2 separate regions of the Mus musculus genome follow, and region 2 is linked to region 1. A link is a contact called in public HiCAR-type data. All regions are on one chromosome and are shown on one strand. The core of a region is the stretch at or near the end of the contact, and the rest is flanking DNA. Distances in the headings are between cores, read along the strand shown. Region 1 has its middle 180 kb from the start of Gm33340. Region 2 has its middle 70 kb from the start of Gm33384.

What was found. HiCAR-type assays count read pairs that join an accessible place to other places.
Region 2: a contact with region 1 is called in a HiCAR-type map of embryonic stem cells, with 10 times the contacts expected there. The contact joins two enhancer-like sites. A contact is called at or near these places in 1 of 484 Hi-C or Micro-C datasets (embryonic stem cells) and 1 of 115 datasets of contacts at active chromatin or transcription factors (embryonic stem cells).

Annotation. Positions count from the first base shown.
Region 1 is chr12:43,206,892-43,213,743 of GRCm38.p6, reverse strand. No RefSeq gene overlaps it. Among named protein-coding and RNA genes, the nearest start is that of Gm33340, 180 kb to the right of the region's middle. Within about 2 kb of position 1,418, at least 9 of the 459 cell types and tissues checked have an H3K27ac peak or open chromatin away from gene starts, as enhancers often do. A contact at or near this core is called in embryonic stem cells, where this site is marked.
Region 2 is chr12:43,918,245-43,925,030 of GRCm38.p6, reverse strand. No RefSeq gene overlaps it. Among named protein-coding and RNA genes, the nearest start is that of Gm33384, 70 kb to the right of the region's middle. Within about 2 kb of position 4,435, at least 5 of the 459 cell types and tissues checked have an H3K27ac peak or open chromatin away from gene starts, as enhancers often do. A contact at or near this core is called in embryonic stem cells, where this site is marked.

The DNA.
Region 1 (6,852 bases), core at 169-2,668:
ATGTATTTTTTTAAGGATTTCAGATTACCTTAGAAAAGGGGTGAATTTGAAAATTACTGTATTTTCTTAGAGATCAGTTAATGTTTCTTCAATAAATTCATCTTTGTTAAGTAAGTAATGATGTAGTATGACACAGGGCAGAGAATGATGCTGACTTCCACAAGGATTCTCATTTAAAGTAGTTATAATTGGATGATAAAAGTGAAGCTCAGAAAAATCTCTTAATTTTTTAATGTAGTGATATTGATGACTAAGGCATACTATAAAAGGAAACATTAGTTAGAATACCGTTGACCATCTATTATCAGTAGCATCTGCTTTGGTGTAAGTATTATTCCTCTTGTGAACTGTTTTTCCCCCTCCCCTTCGATTGCATGCAGCTAGGTATACATGTCAATCAAAATGTCAAATCTACCCACCATCAATTGCTAGCAGGAAACCTGCAGCCAACCGTCAGTTTTCTTTGTTAGAACGGGAGAAAAGAATGTCGTTGGATTGGTTTTGCTTGTCATAGAATAAACGCTTCAGCTGTCTGGAGCTCTGTGACTTCCACCATGTGGTGAAGAGATTCAAAGTTCTGACACTGCTTGAACTCTTAGGCCACATTGTACTTGAAGCCAAATCTTCCCTGGATTTTCAAACAATATTTAAAAGCACTGAATTATTCAGATTCAGATACATTATTTTTAATTGGATATTTATTTTATTTACATTTCAATTGTTATCTGCTTTCTCGGTTTCCCCCCTGGAAACCCTCTATTCCATATCACCTCCCCTTGCTTCTATGAGGCTGTTCCATCTACCCCTCCCGCCCTGGTATTCCCCTACACTGGAGTATAGAAAACTTCTGAGCACTAAGGGTCTCCTCCCATTGATGCCCAACAGGGACATCCTCTGCTACATATGCCGCTAGAGCCATCGATCCCTCCATGTGTCCTCTTTGGTTGGGAGCTCTGGGAGGTCTGGTTGTTTGATATTGTTGTTCTTCCTATGAGGCTGCAAACCCCTTCAGCTCCATCAGTTCTTTCTCTAACTCCTCCACTAGGACCCTGTAATCAATCTGATGGTTGGCTGAGAGTTTCTGCCTCTTTGTCAGGCTCTGGCAGAGTCTCTCAGGAGACAGCTACATCAGGCTCCTTCCAGCAAGCACTTCTTGCTATCCACTGCTGCATACCCTCTGGGTCTCTTTGTCTGCATGGAACAACGGGTCTCTAGTCTCGGGTGGGCAGACAGATGCACACAAGAGAGGTTGTGTGGTATCTGAATGTATTTTCAAATCGAGCATCAAACTTTTTATGCAGAAGACAATAAGGAAGTTGGGTGACACACCAGCAAGGTACAAAGAGGTTACTGGATTCTTACATAAAACAGAGGAATGCAAACACAGAAGTTCTAATAGGAACCACCTGGGATAGAATTCATTGTTAACAACTGGGGTCAACAAGGGCTCCACCTAAGATCCACTTAATCTTAGAAGCCAGGGTCAAGGGCTTCGTGCCCTTGCCATAGTTCTTATTTTAGTCTATTGTATAGTCCACCTTCCCCTTAGGCCATTGTAAATACTTTGTATGGGTGTAACTCAGCTATAGTCTTAGAAGCCAGGTGTGAGGTCTTTACTCTCTTAGGGCAAGGGCTTTCACACCCAAGTCATGGTTCTAACTAGGGAGTTCCATTCTAGCTAACCATCTCATGAATAATGCAATACTCTAAAACCACAGCCTGATCTACTTCCTAAACCATTGTAAATTCCTGTATATGGGAGCGACTTGACTTTTATTCTAAGTGATAGTTTAATACCAGAGGCTATTCTGAATGTCACTGTCTAGCTCAAGGACGTTCTAGGACTGTTGGAACACTGGCTTTAGCTATGTCAGAATTCAATCTTAAAAGGCACTTATAATAGGATAATACTGGAAGAGAGCACGTGGATCCATACACTAGACTAACGCAGGAATGGAAAATTAATGTATGGGTTAGAGAGAACGCCAGACTCCAGGAGCGAGTTTCTGTGAAACTCCTTTTCCTCGTGAGTAGCTTTCAAGCCTCTCAGCTTGTCAAACTGACTCGACCGAATTCTGGGTTTGGTAAATGTATATGGGATGGATCTTCAGGTGGTGCAGTCTCTGGGTAGCCTTTCCTTCAGTCTCTGCTCTATACTTTGTCTCCGTATTTCCTCCCATGAGTATTTTGTTCCCCCTTCTAAGAAGGACTAATATGTATTCTCATTAATACTTGATTAAGTAACAGCACATCTGTACAGAAGCAAAACTTTGATTAATATAAAGCTGGCTTTATATCATTATGAATTTAAAGTGAAATGCATAATGATTCTCATGTGAAAACTTTATGTGAGAATAATATCCCCATTGGAAACCTTCTTATATTCTTATGCCAGGCTTTCAATAAAGTGCTTTATATGCAGTATTTACTTAACCACTTTCATAAGTTGAATGTCTGGATTTTACTTTTTATTAATCTTATTATTTCCAAATATTTTAAATATAGATATTAATATGAGAAAAATAGTATATTTAACTTAAATTATTTTATACATAAACAGGTATGTTATAAAAAAGTTGCAGATTTTCTCTTAAACACTTATATTTAAGCCTGCCCAGAAGTAGAAAGTTTTATTTATTTTCTTAAATGCTTGTAGAGATTGTATATGCTTGTTACAGTGAGTGCCTACTTATATAAATGAAAATGTGAATGACTTTTAGTTTTGAGTACAAGAAATCCAAGTATAATTAAAGTTTTAAAATTACAAATTAAGGCTATATATATATATATGGATGACAAAGATAAATTACTCCTATTAATATCTAGGGGTAATTCTTTAGGAATATTCTGACTTATTAAATGCACAATTGGTTGTGTTCTTTTACATTTTGTAAAACTGTGGCTCATAATTGTATTTCCTTGGGAAATAAATGTCAACATTTTAAAAGGTGGACTTTATGGTTAAAATCATAAATGAGTTGTTGGTTTATGGCTTACTTATTGAGCTGACTTGTCACTAACACTCTAAAAATAGTGAGAGGAGATGTGAAGGGAAAGAGGAACAGTGGATGGGATAAGTTTTCCAAATGAATCAATTCTGTACGCTTAACAAACTAAAGCAAAGACTTGGGTGGGGTAAGAGAAGGCGAGTGCATGATCAGATGACAAGAACTAATAAGAAGCCCATGAACAGGTACTGATCCTCACAACCTGCTCAGCCTACATTTGTTTTATTTATTTTTTTAAATTAGATATTTTCTTTATTTACATTTCAAATGTTATCCCCTTTCCTAATTTCCACTCCGAAACCCCCTCTTCTCTTCCCCTGGTCCCAACTCACATACTCCCACCTCCTAGCCTACTTTCTTATACAACCCTGATCCATAAATCCAGGGGTGGCATGACTAATAATGGACTTGGCTCTGCCCTACCAATCATTATTTAAGAAAATGCCCTACAATTCTATCTTAGGAAGATATTTTCTCAATTGAGCTTTTTTCCTTTCTGACATAAAAATATCCAGTAGAATTATGAATCTTTATTAAATGCATAAGTTGTCAATAAGAAAAACAAAGTGACTTTTGCCTATTAAAATAAGAAACCTATTGCTAACCAGAGGTAGGAGATAATAGTGATGGTGTGATTACTGAAAAAAACAGAGCAAATATGTAGAGCTAGAAACAGGCATGTAGGACTTCTTTTCTCTTTCACCTGTAAAGTAATGTTCTGGAAAAAATCAATAGAATTTATAAAACTCAACCATCACCACTCAAGAGGATAAGGTAGGAGGCTTCTGAAAAGTTTAAAATGTATTAACAGGTTATTTCTTTAAGGATTATAATTTATAATTAACATGTTTATGTGTGGAAATACTAATTTCTACGATGAAATTGTCAACAGAGATGGCATTTTCATGGATCTCACTTCAGATATTCTCTAGGCAGAGCCTTGAGACTAATTTTTAAATAATTTCTCATCTTTGAGCATAACACATCTGAATGGAATTAGTTTATTACTTCTGCTATTAAAAACATAATTTTTCTAGATTTAAAATTCTCAACATACAGAGGGAAGGAGAAGGTGAGTATAGTGAAGCTTTCCCAGACTTGTGCAAAAATATAAATAAATAAATAAATAAATTTTTTAAAAAAGGAAGTACCATCGAACCACAGGGATGACTATGAGCTGTATATAATGAAAAGGATGTGTAAAAACACCCATAAGGAAAATTACAGAGAATACATGACATATTTAAAGGAACCAAAGATACTGATATTAAAGAATAACTAATATGATGATTATCATGTATGATTGATTCCCATAGGACCTTGATAGGTATTCTGGTCCCTGGTTTAGCACAGGCTTGAAACCCCGGGTACCCTGCAGGGGATAACCCTGCAAGGAACTGTAAGCATTTTGCCATACTCCTGAGTCCCTGGCTCCTGGCACAAGGCCACCGTTCTCCATGATTTTGTATCCATCAGTCATGTAAGGGCAACTCCCTAAGCCTCTTCACAGATAGAGGACATAGCCTCAAGACATATCTCCAATTTAATGAGCTACCTGAAGTCCTGAAGAATCCAAGCAAATTAAGCTGTCCTTCACAGACATTGCTCTCTGCAAAAGGTGTTTAACCTCAAGCCTACGCTGAGAAAGTGGGGTATGGTTTTACTAGTCACAACTCTGCCATGACAATAGATGCCTTAAAACCATGGACTGTGTCTTTTTTATCAGGATATGCCTTGAGGAGCAATGGAACAGGCCTTAGTCTAAAAAGCCACATCTAATCTCCAGCAGAAAGCTACCTAGAGCTCCCAGCCATGGCCTCCTCCAAGGCCACCTGCCAGCCAACAAGCCAAGGACTCTCCTCCCCGCAGGACCCAGCAGGAACTCTCCCTCCATTTCCCCTTCGCACAGGTTAGATCCAGCTTGAGGTATGGGGCACTTGATTCTCAGCTTTTCTGCAGAATCTGGTGTCTACTGGGTGCCCAAGAGCCTGAGAACCAGATGGTCCAGAATCCACATGCCCTCAGGCTGATTGCGCTCCCCCATCTCCAGAGCAGTGTGCAGCAGCAGTGTGTGCAGCCTGACACCTACCTGGTGCCTGTGTGGAGTAAGCAGAGTCAAAACTTCCTGCTTCCCATCTCCCTGAGTGGCCCAAGCACCGGACACTCAAAACCCAAAAGATTCCCGAACGTTTTTCTCTGACTTCCATATACATACTATGTCACACACATGTACATCACACACACACACACACACACACACACACACACACACACACAAACACACATAGACAAAATATAAAAATAAAAATGTAATAAAAGATAAAAATATGGCAAAATTTAGAAGAATCCTCAATATAATGAAGTTGAATTTCTATAGTTGAAAGACAACTATTTGAAATATGTTATAAAGATTTAACATCAAAATCAACACAGATAAGTAAAGAAGTAACTTGTTGGTTAAGTAAAAATATAAAAATGGATAAATTAAATTTAAATATTGAGCAGGAAAGAAACACTTGGAAGTGACAGAGAAAGGCTTCAGTAAATGTGTTTATGATGAATCACAATGTCTCTATCAGATGTGTACTGATGTAAGAGAATATGAGACATAGAACTATCACACAAAATAACAACTATCTAATTTTAAACAAAGTTCCCCCAAACAAATCTTGCTCTGGATGCTCTAGGGAAGAGCATCATGTTTCATGCTCCTGAATTCCAACACAGGTAAAAAGTATACTGCAATCAATACGAGGCATTTCAGAGTGAAATCAGTAATTTAGGATAAAAAGCAAAGAGAAAGGTGATTTAAAACAAAACAAAACAAAAAAAGTAGACACACTACTTACTAATCACTAGAAATATCAACCAAACCAAACCAAACCGAACCGAACCGAACCGAACCGAACCGAACCGAATCGAACCAAACCAAACCAAACCAAACCAAACCAAAACAAAACAAAACAAAACAAAACAAAACAAAACAAAACAAAACAAATGACTTTGAGAACAAGGGAATGTAAAGACATTTTGTTAGGAATTTTAAAAAAATTACTGAGAGAAACTAAATATGAAAACTAATTTAAGGATATATTTTGAAGAAAAACATGAATGTTCATATGGACAGCAGAGAAATATGTAATAATAAAATAGTGAAATCACTCAAATAAATGTGTAACTTCATACATTCATATATACATACATATATATCAACTATATAGATGAATATAGTATATTAAAAAAACTGTATTTGTTTAGTTGCAGCATAATAACATTTGTAGAAAGAACTTACAAGTTCTAATAATTTATTTTATTTTATCAAACACTCAAAGTACATAATTTTTAGTTTAGGTTAAATCATAATTTGAATTAAATCAAGGATGCTCATAGTCACAACTTTAATAAATAAATTATTTAAAATGTTAACCATTGCAATAAAAGAAAAAATGAAATACTGAAGATATGAACAGGAAGGGCAAAAATTAAATCTTTCCTGTTTTCAAATGACATGACCTTGTACTTAAAAGACCATAAAAAAATCTTTAAAATAGTTTTTAATTGATAAAAAATTCACCACAGCTGCCAAATATAATTTCAACATTCAAACAGAAGCATAGTTTCTACGTACTCATAGTACAAAAAGAAGTCAAGAAATCTTCCATCCACAAAAGCTTCAGAATAAATAGAATTCCTAGAAATGCATCTAAATAAGAAGATGGAAGTTGCCTATAGTGAAAATTATAAAGAAACTAACGATCATCATGTGGAGGCAGACTAAGAGAGAAAATCACTGCATGTTCTCTTCAGTATACAGATTCTAAGATACACTAAGACACACACTGCA
Region 2 (6,786 bases), core at 3,186-5,685, 710 kb before region 1:
TTACATCAGTAAGGTCCAGAATGATTGGAAACCTCCATGTGTATTTAAGGGTCTGGATCAGGTCATTGTAAAAGTTGATAGCAAGAAGCCTTTTGTGCCTTAGGCCTTGAAAGCATTACCAGTTTTTAGATAGACACTCTTTGAGTGATTAATATTCTTATGCACAGGACTAAGCCAGTGACTGACCTCAAGTAAAGTAGATTAGCAGCACTGCAGGCTTAGGTGCTCAGCTTTAATGTAGTTCTTAGTTATAATGTGGGTCCAAAGGGGCGGTTAATGATTCTCAGCAAAGGCTCTGTCTAAGCACTTGCTATGGTAACTTGTTAAATGATAGTTAAAACTGTCTTTGTAACAGATAATTTGTGATGATTGCATTCACTTTAAGTGAGTGATGAGTTACCAATACCACAGGCATGCAAAGTGCTGCAGAGGCATCGGTTTGCCCTATTCCAAAGTACGTGTCTTAAAATGAGGGCATGGGAAGGATTTCACAAAGGAGGGATAAAATAACTTTCTGGGCAGCCAGAGGCTCAGGTGGTTCCAAACCCTCGGTTCTCATGCGCACAGAATGAGACTTAAGCTCAGCCACCACGAAGGGCTGACTGAGCATTAGTTGAATAATCAGGGATTATCCACTGGGATAATCCAAAGAAGGCAAGTGCTCAAACTCTAACTAATCACAGAATTGCTTCTCTCAGCTTCCAAATGCATCCCTAGAGCCTTCCCTTTAAACTCCTCCCTCAGAGCTTCAAATGACTTTTAATTAAACACCACCAAACTTACATGTCCTCATGGGCATATATGTGTGTGTATATATACACATATACACATACACACATATACACATCATTAAACAGGAAATAAACATATTTAAGTTGTTGCTACTCTGATTCAGCGGATCATAATTTCTAGTCTTTTGAAGAGTTATGGATGAGAGGAGGAGATAGAAACTGATCAGTCAGTGTTCTGCCAGGAACTACACAGTGAGCAGCTCTAATTCTTGTCCTTGGCCAGAGGTAAGGGACGTGTTTAAGGGCTTTAGTTTTTGCCACAACTGCCTGGGCCAGTTTCTACTTTCTGTTTTCTTCATTGAGAGCAGGAACCCAAAAAGGGAGTCCCGAGTTCCTTGGAAATATCTCCTTGAGCTGGTGAGGTGCTTGCTGTCTTTACAAACTTCCACAATTAATTTTGCCATGTCACCCAGAAAGACACAATGCTTTAAGTTACTTGTATTGTTCACCAGTTTCAAAGATGAAGACAAAAATCCTTAATAAAAAAGGGTATAGGACAAAAAAAAATCACCAAGTCACCGTAGTTAAGGAGAATCTATGCAGTTTTTTTTCAGTATATTAAACAGGTAGCATGCATATATAAAACTATCATAAATGTATATCTTCTTTGTTTATTTGGGTTTTGTTTTTGTTGTTTATTTGTTTATTTGTTTTTGTTTGTTTGTTTGGAGACAAGGTTTCTTGTAGCATCCAGTGTCCTAGAACTTGCTGGGTAGACCAAGCTGGCCTCAAACTCAGAGGTCTGCCTGCCTCTGCCTCCTGGGTGTGGGATTAAAGGCATGCACCACCAAAGCCTGGCATGATTGTGTATCTGTTAAGATTTCCCAGAGTATAGATGAGATTCTAAACAAAGCATGTGCAATGTTTGGCTGACCATCAGTTATTTTTACAATCACTTTAAACCTCCATTTAAATGTTGACTTATTTCCCAGAGTTTTTTTCCTCTCTCTTTCATGTTCTTTCTCTTCTTTTTTGTTCTAGGTAGTTGTTGCTTTAGGAAAAGGAACTGAATTAGCATCAGTTGCAACGGCTCCTTCCTAAGGTTAGCAGGGTGCTTTGGCTGAAATCCCCCCTAGGTGGCAGAAAGCCCTACATGTCAGGCTTGGCGTTAGTGCTCTGCCATTGGGCAGTGGGCTGATGTCCTTCATCCAGGAATGAGGCTAGACTGGCCAATTTCTCTTGTCCTTCCCAGTTGTGCCTTTGAGAAAGCAGTAGAGGCTGTCTTGGTAGTTTGTCATGTTAGAATATGCTAATATTTTCAAATAGCTTTTACATTTTCACTGCAAAATAATATGCATATTTTTAAGAGACGACTTAGAAAGAAAACATAAAATGTATCATTTGCATTTAAACTAGTTAAATAAGATGGAAATTACTTATTTAAGAGAATGAGCATTTTCTTTTAGAATGTATTACGCCATCACCCATTTCTTAAGTTAATCGCTTTAGGAAGATGGCTGTGGAGGTGGTGGGTGGGTCAAAGCTAAGCAAGGCAGTTTAAAACATTCTTTTAATGTGTATCTGCTTAAATTAGTGTCTCCTTAAAAAATCAGTCTGGTCAGCATTTCAGAGCAAAATCAACCAGAAAGTAACATCGATGCATTCTTTTCCTTACTGTGTTGTAACATTTTTAGGCAAAATGCCTTTTTAAAGAAAAATGTAAAATGTAGAGCTCTATCTGTACATGAAATGAGCAACACTCCCAAAATATTTATTTATTCATATGTTGCCCCCACAAGCACATACATCATCACATGCATGAGTTATCTCTGACTAATATCACAAGAAACAACAGCCCATGAGGAGCAAGTTGATCCATAGAAAAAGTGGTTGGAAACCTTTGGAGAATTCCAACTTTGAAGGACCAATGTGGAGCCATAAATGGTTTTATTATTTTTTTCTTTCATAGCAAAGAACTCATTATAGAAATGTTATCTCTGCCTTTTCTTCTTTGAACTTAAATCATTTATTTCAATTTCAGTCTGTTATTTCTTTGTAAAGATTCCTGTATAACCCTTTGGCAATCCTGAGAAATTTTAGTATAAAAATGGACTGTTGGGCAAAGCTCTGGTTTCAATCCCTCATACTTAGAAATAATCATCTGTAAATGTATTTAGTTATGCAGATCAGCCTAAAATCCACTGTGTTGAATTTTGTAGAGCTGGTGAAAGGATGAGTTAAGAAATTCTCACCTTGGATATTTTAAGTTTCTAGGCTAATATCCACTTATCAGTGAGTGCATATCATGTGTGTTCTGTTGTGATTGGGTTAGCTCATTCAGGATAATATCCTCCAGATCCATCCATTTGCCTAAGAATTTCATGAAACTCAAGAAGAAGGAAGACCAAAGTATGGATACTTCCCTCCTTCTTAGAATGGGGAACAAAATACTCATGAAAGGAGTTACAGAGACAAAGTTCAGAGCTGAGACAGAAGGAAAGACCATCACGAGACTGCTCTACCTGGGGATCCATTCCATATACAACCATCAAACCCAGACACTAGCTCTGTCTTGTGAGGCTATGCCAGTGCCTGGCAAATACAGAAGTGGATGCTCACAGTCATCTATTGGATGGAACACAGGGCCCCTAATGAAGGAGCTAGGGAAAATACCCAAAGAGCTAAAGGGGTCTGCAACTCTATAGGAGGAACAACAGTATGAACTAACCAGTACCTTCCAGAGCTGTGTCTCTAGCTGCATATGTAGCAGAGGATGGCCTAGTCAGCCATCAATGGGAAGAGAGGCCCTTGGTCTTGCGAAGATCATATGCCTTGGTACAGGGGAATGCCAGGACCAGGAAGCTGGAGTGAGTGGGTTGGGGAGCAGAGAAGGGGGAGGGCATAGGGGGCTTTGGGGATAGCATTTGAAATGTAAATGAAGAAAATATCTAATAAAAGAGAAGAAAAAAAACCCAAAAAACCAAAAAACCAAAAAAAAAAAAAAAAAAAAGAAGAAAGAAAGAAAAAAAGAAATTCCCACCTGCTGTGAGGATCTTGCTCCCAACTGGAAATAACTCAGAGGAAACAGTGTAGAAGGTAGGTGGGAGCACAAAGGTCCTTGCATTCACAGATAGGCACAGTGGACGTGGTGGAGGTACCAGCAATGTTAAATACATGGGGTTGTCTCTTCAAAGAAAGAGATTGTGTATCCAGTTTTCTGCCCAGAAGCCTGGGAATGGAGGTGATTAATAGCCGAGGTAACCTCTGTGCTAACTGGATGGCTAGGGCTTTCTCCAGGCTCACACATACAGAACTAGAGATGGTTAATAGCCTAGGAGACCTCTGTGCTAACTGTATGACTGAGACTATACCAGATCCTCCCCTAGGCTCTTAAGATAACTCAGGTAGCCTCTCTATAGAACCCACTCTCAAAGAAGTGACATGGACTTTGTGAACAGTTCCAGTGGAATGATGCCTCTTTGTGCACATGGAATTATGTTGCACCAGGAAACGTATTTCAATTTGTACTCTATTTAAATACGCCTAAAATAGACTGCCTGAGGCCAGACTCTAGAAGTTTGAAGCAACACTGGCTCCGGGGTCATGTTGAATCTGATTTCCTTCTTGCCTCACAAGGACTGTTAACTCTGCCAATCTTGTGATGGCTCAGACCTATGCAGTTTATTATGATGTAAAATCGGGGACTCTTAAGGTTTAGAGCAGACAAAGTCCAGAGTGGTTGTACCAACCTTTTGATTTACATAGGCTTTGTACTGTTTATAAAGTCTCTGGAACAGACAGCTTCCCCTCAGGGTATTTTCCTGACCATATGACTCAGAAAACCATTTGGATTAACTCTTCCAGGGGTTTAATTGTACAGCTCTGCTCTTTACCAGAAAGACTCAAGCTAAATAGCAACCTTAAGATCTTTTAGGCAGTTCAGGATGTCACATCTTCATCCACAGCCCTAGGTACATTTGGGATCCCATTGTTCTGACTAGTGTTCAGAGGCTGGTAGTTTTAGCTGCTGCTTCACAATCTGCATATGAGAGAGGGGTCAGTTCTCAGTGACTTTCAAACTTCCAGATACCTAATACTACCTAGAAACAACACTTTTCTTAGCATTTTTGTGCATTGACTATATGACATGTGAATTGGACACGTGGGTGGGAGCCAAGATTCTTTCTACAGTTATTAATAAGCTTAATTGACTTTTTAAGTTCTAGAACGAGATGATAGTAAGTTCAATATTTTCTTTCCTAACTCTGCTTTCAGCATTAGTGCATGCTCTTATAATAACAGGGAATACAAAGGAGAGGTCACTTTTTAGAGTCACAATTAGTAACAACCATAAAACAATTATAAAACAGATACGATGTTTCTCCTTCTCTCCCCTGATCTTCCAATAATCAAGAATGTGCTTGCTTAGCAATAATTGAAGTGAAATAAATTTAGGCAGGGAAGAGAGGAAGAGTCTTTCTGCCATTACCATTTCTCCTTAAACGGAAGCTGGACCCGGAGTTTGCACCTGTGTGCTCTCCGGTCTCCTTAGCCAGGGATTCTTACTGCTGAGATAGTAATACTGAACTAGGTGTTGATAAAGCCTCCAGCACACAGAAGTTCAAGTGCAAATTATGTTTTCTGGTAGGAATTATAATACTTGCCACAGTGGAAAACCATTGAAATAGAATATGCTGCAAGGCTTTTAGATAATGATTAATACAGTTGCCCAACTGCTTGTGTCAACAGTTGGGAGCCACGCATATTTTCCTTCTGTCTTTGAGTCTTAGCTATCCTCTGGGGCATATTGTGTCGCATATAAAGCTAAGCTCTGAACACTGGTGGTAGTTTTGCCCTGAATAAACATGTATATTCTGCGCACCCTTTTTCTCCCTCTCTCTGTGTGTAGATTGTCTCTGTAATCTCAAGGCTGCTTTTTAGCACTGCACTTTCCTTTCCCTAGTGTGAAACATTCTGTCTTCAAATGCATTTGGCACTTGCTGGTAGTGGAGTTAACTGAAAATGGTGCATTTTTTTTTCCCCAGGCAGTGATTTGCTTTAATCATGAAAGAACACTTCCTGGGATTGCTCTGCGATAGTATGAGAAGAAAAATGATTACCACAAGCACAGTTTTGATATCCACCTTTAGATACACAGTCTCAAATGACTGTGGTACATTTAATATGTCAACGGTACATAAACCCAGGAGAGAAGTTTATCTTATTTTAGGACCTGGAAATTTTTAGAGCTAAATAACGTAAAGGAGAAGTGAAAGGTTTTGACATTTTATAACCATTCCATGTTGAAAACGAACACTTACAACCCACAACTCCATAGTGTCATTTTCAGAAAGAGAACAGAGAAAAGCTTGCCATGACAAAACACTCTGCAGTGCTATCTGCCACAAGCCAAGAAGAGAAGTTATAACCCATGCTTCTACTTGGATGCATTTATTGAAAATTGATTTTAAATCTCAATTATATAAGTGATACATTCTTCTTGTAAAAAAATTATAAAGTTCCATACTTTTCCCACAGACCATCTGCTTCCAAAATTCTACTCCCCCAGATCTCTAGAAGACGTTGTTATTAACTACTATTAAGCATTCTATGCATATGTTCCTAGGTATTTTGTATGTATATTAGTACACAGGAGCACACACACACACACACACACACACACACACTGATTAGGTATAGGTCAGCATTTCTGGAAGGAGGAATTCTGTATGGATCAATACAATAGAAGCACAGTGTGGACCATCATCTACATGAATGTATGTTCTCTGAACCATACATGAACAATTATTTTCCCATTTTCATTGAATCTCCCAGGATGATGTAATGCCTCTGGACAAACTTTCTTCCATTTTCCAATTATCTATGCAGCTGTTGCCCAGTCTTTCCAGAGTAGATGTTAAAACCCTGTACTCATTCTCAATTGCTGGCTAAGATTGCTGGCTTGATTTCTTTTCCTAATCTCTCAAAATCCCTTTGAGCAACTTCAAACTTGTATTTAAATCAACAAGGATGTGTCTCTCTTGTAGTAGTCTAG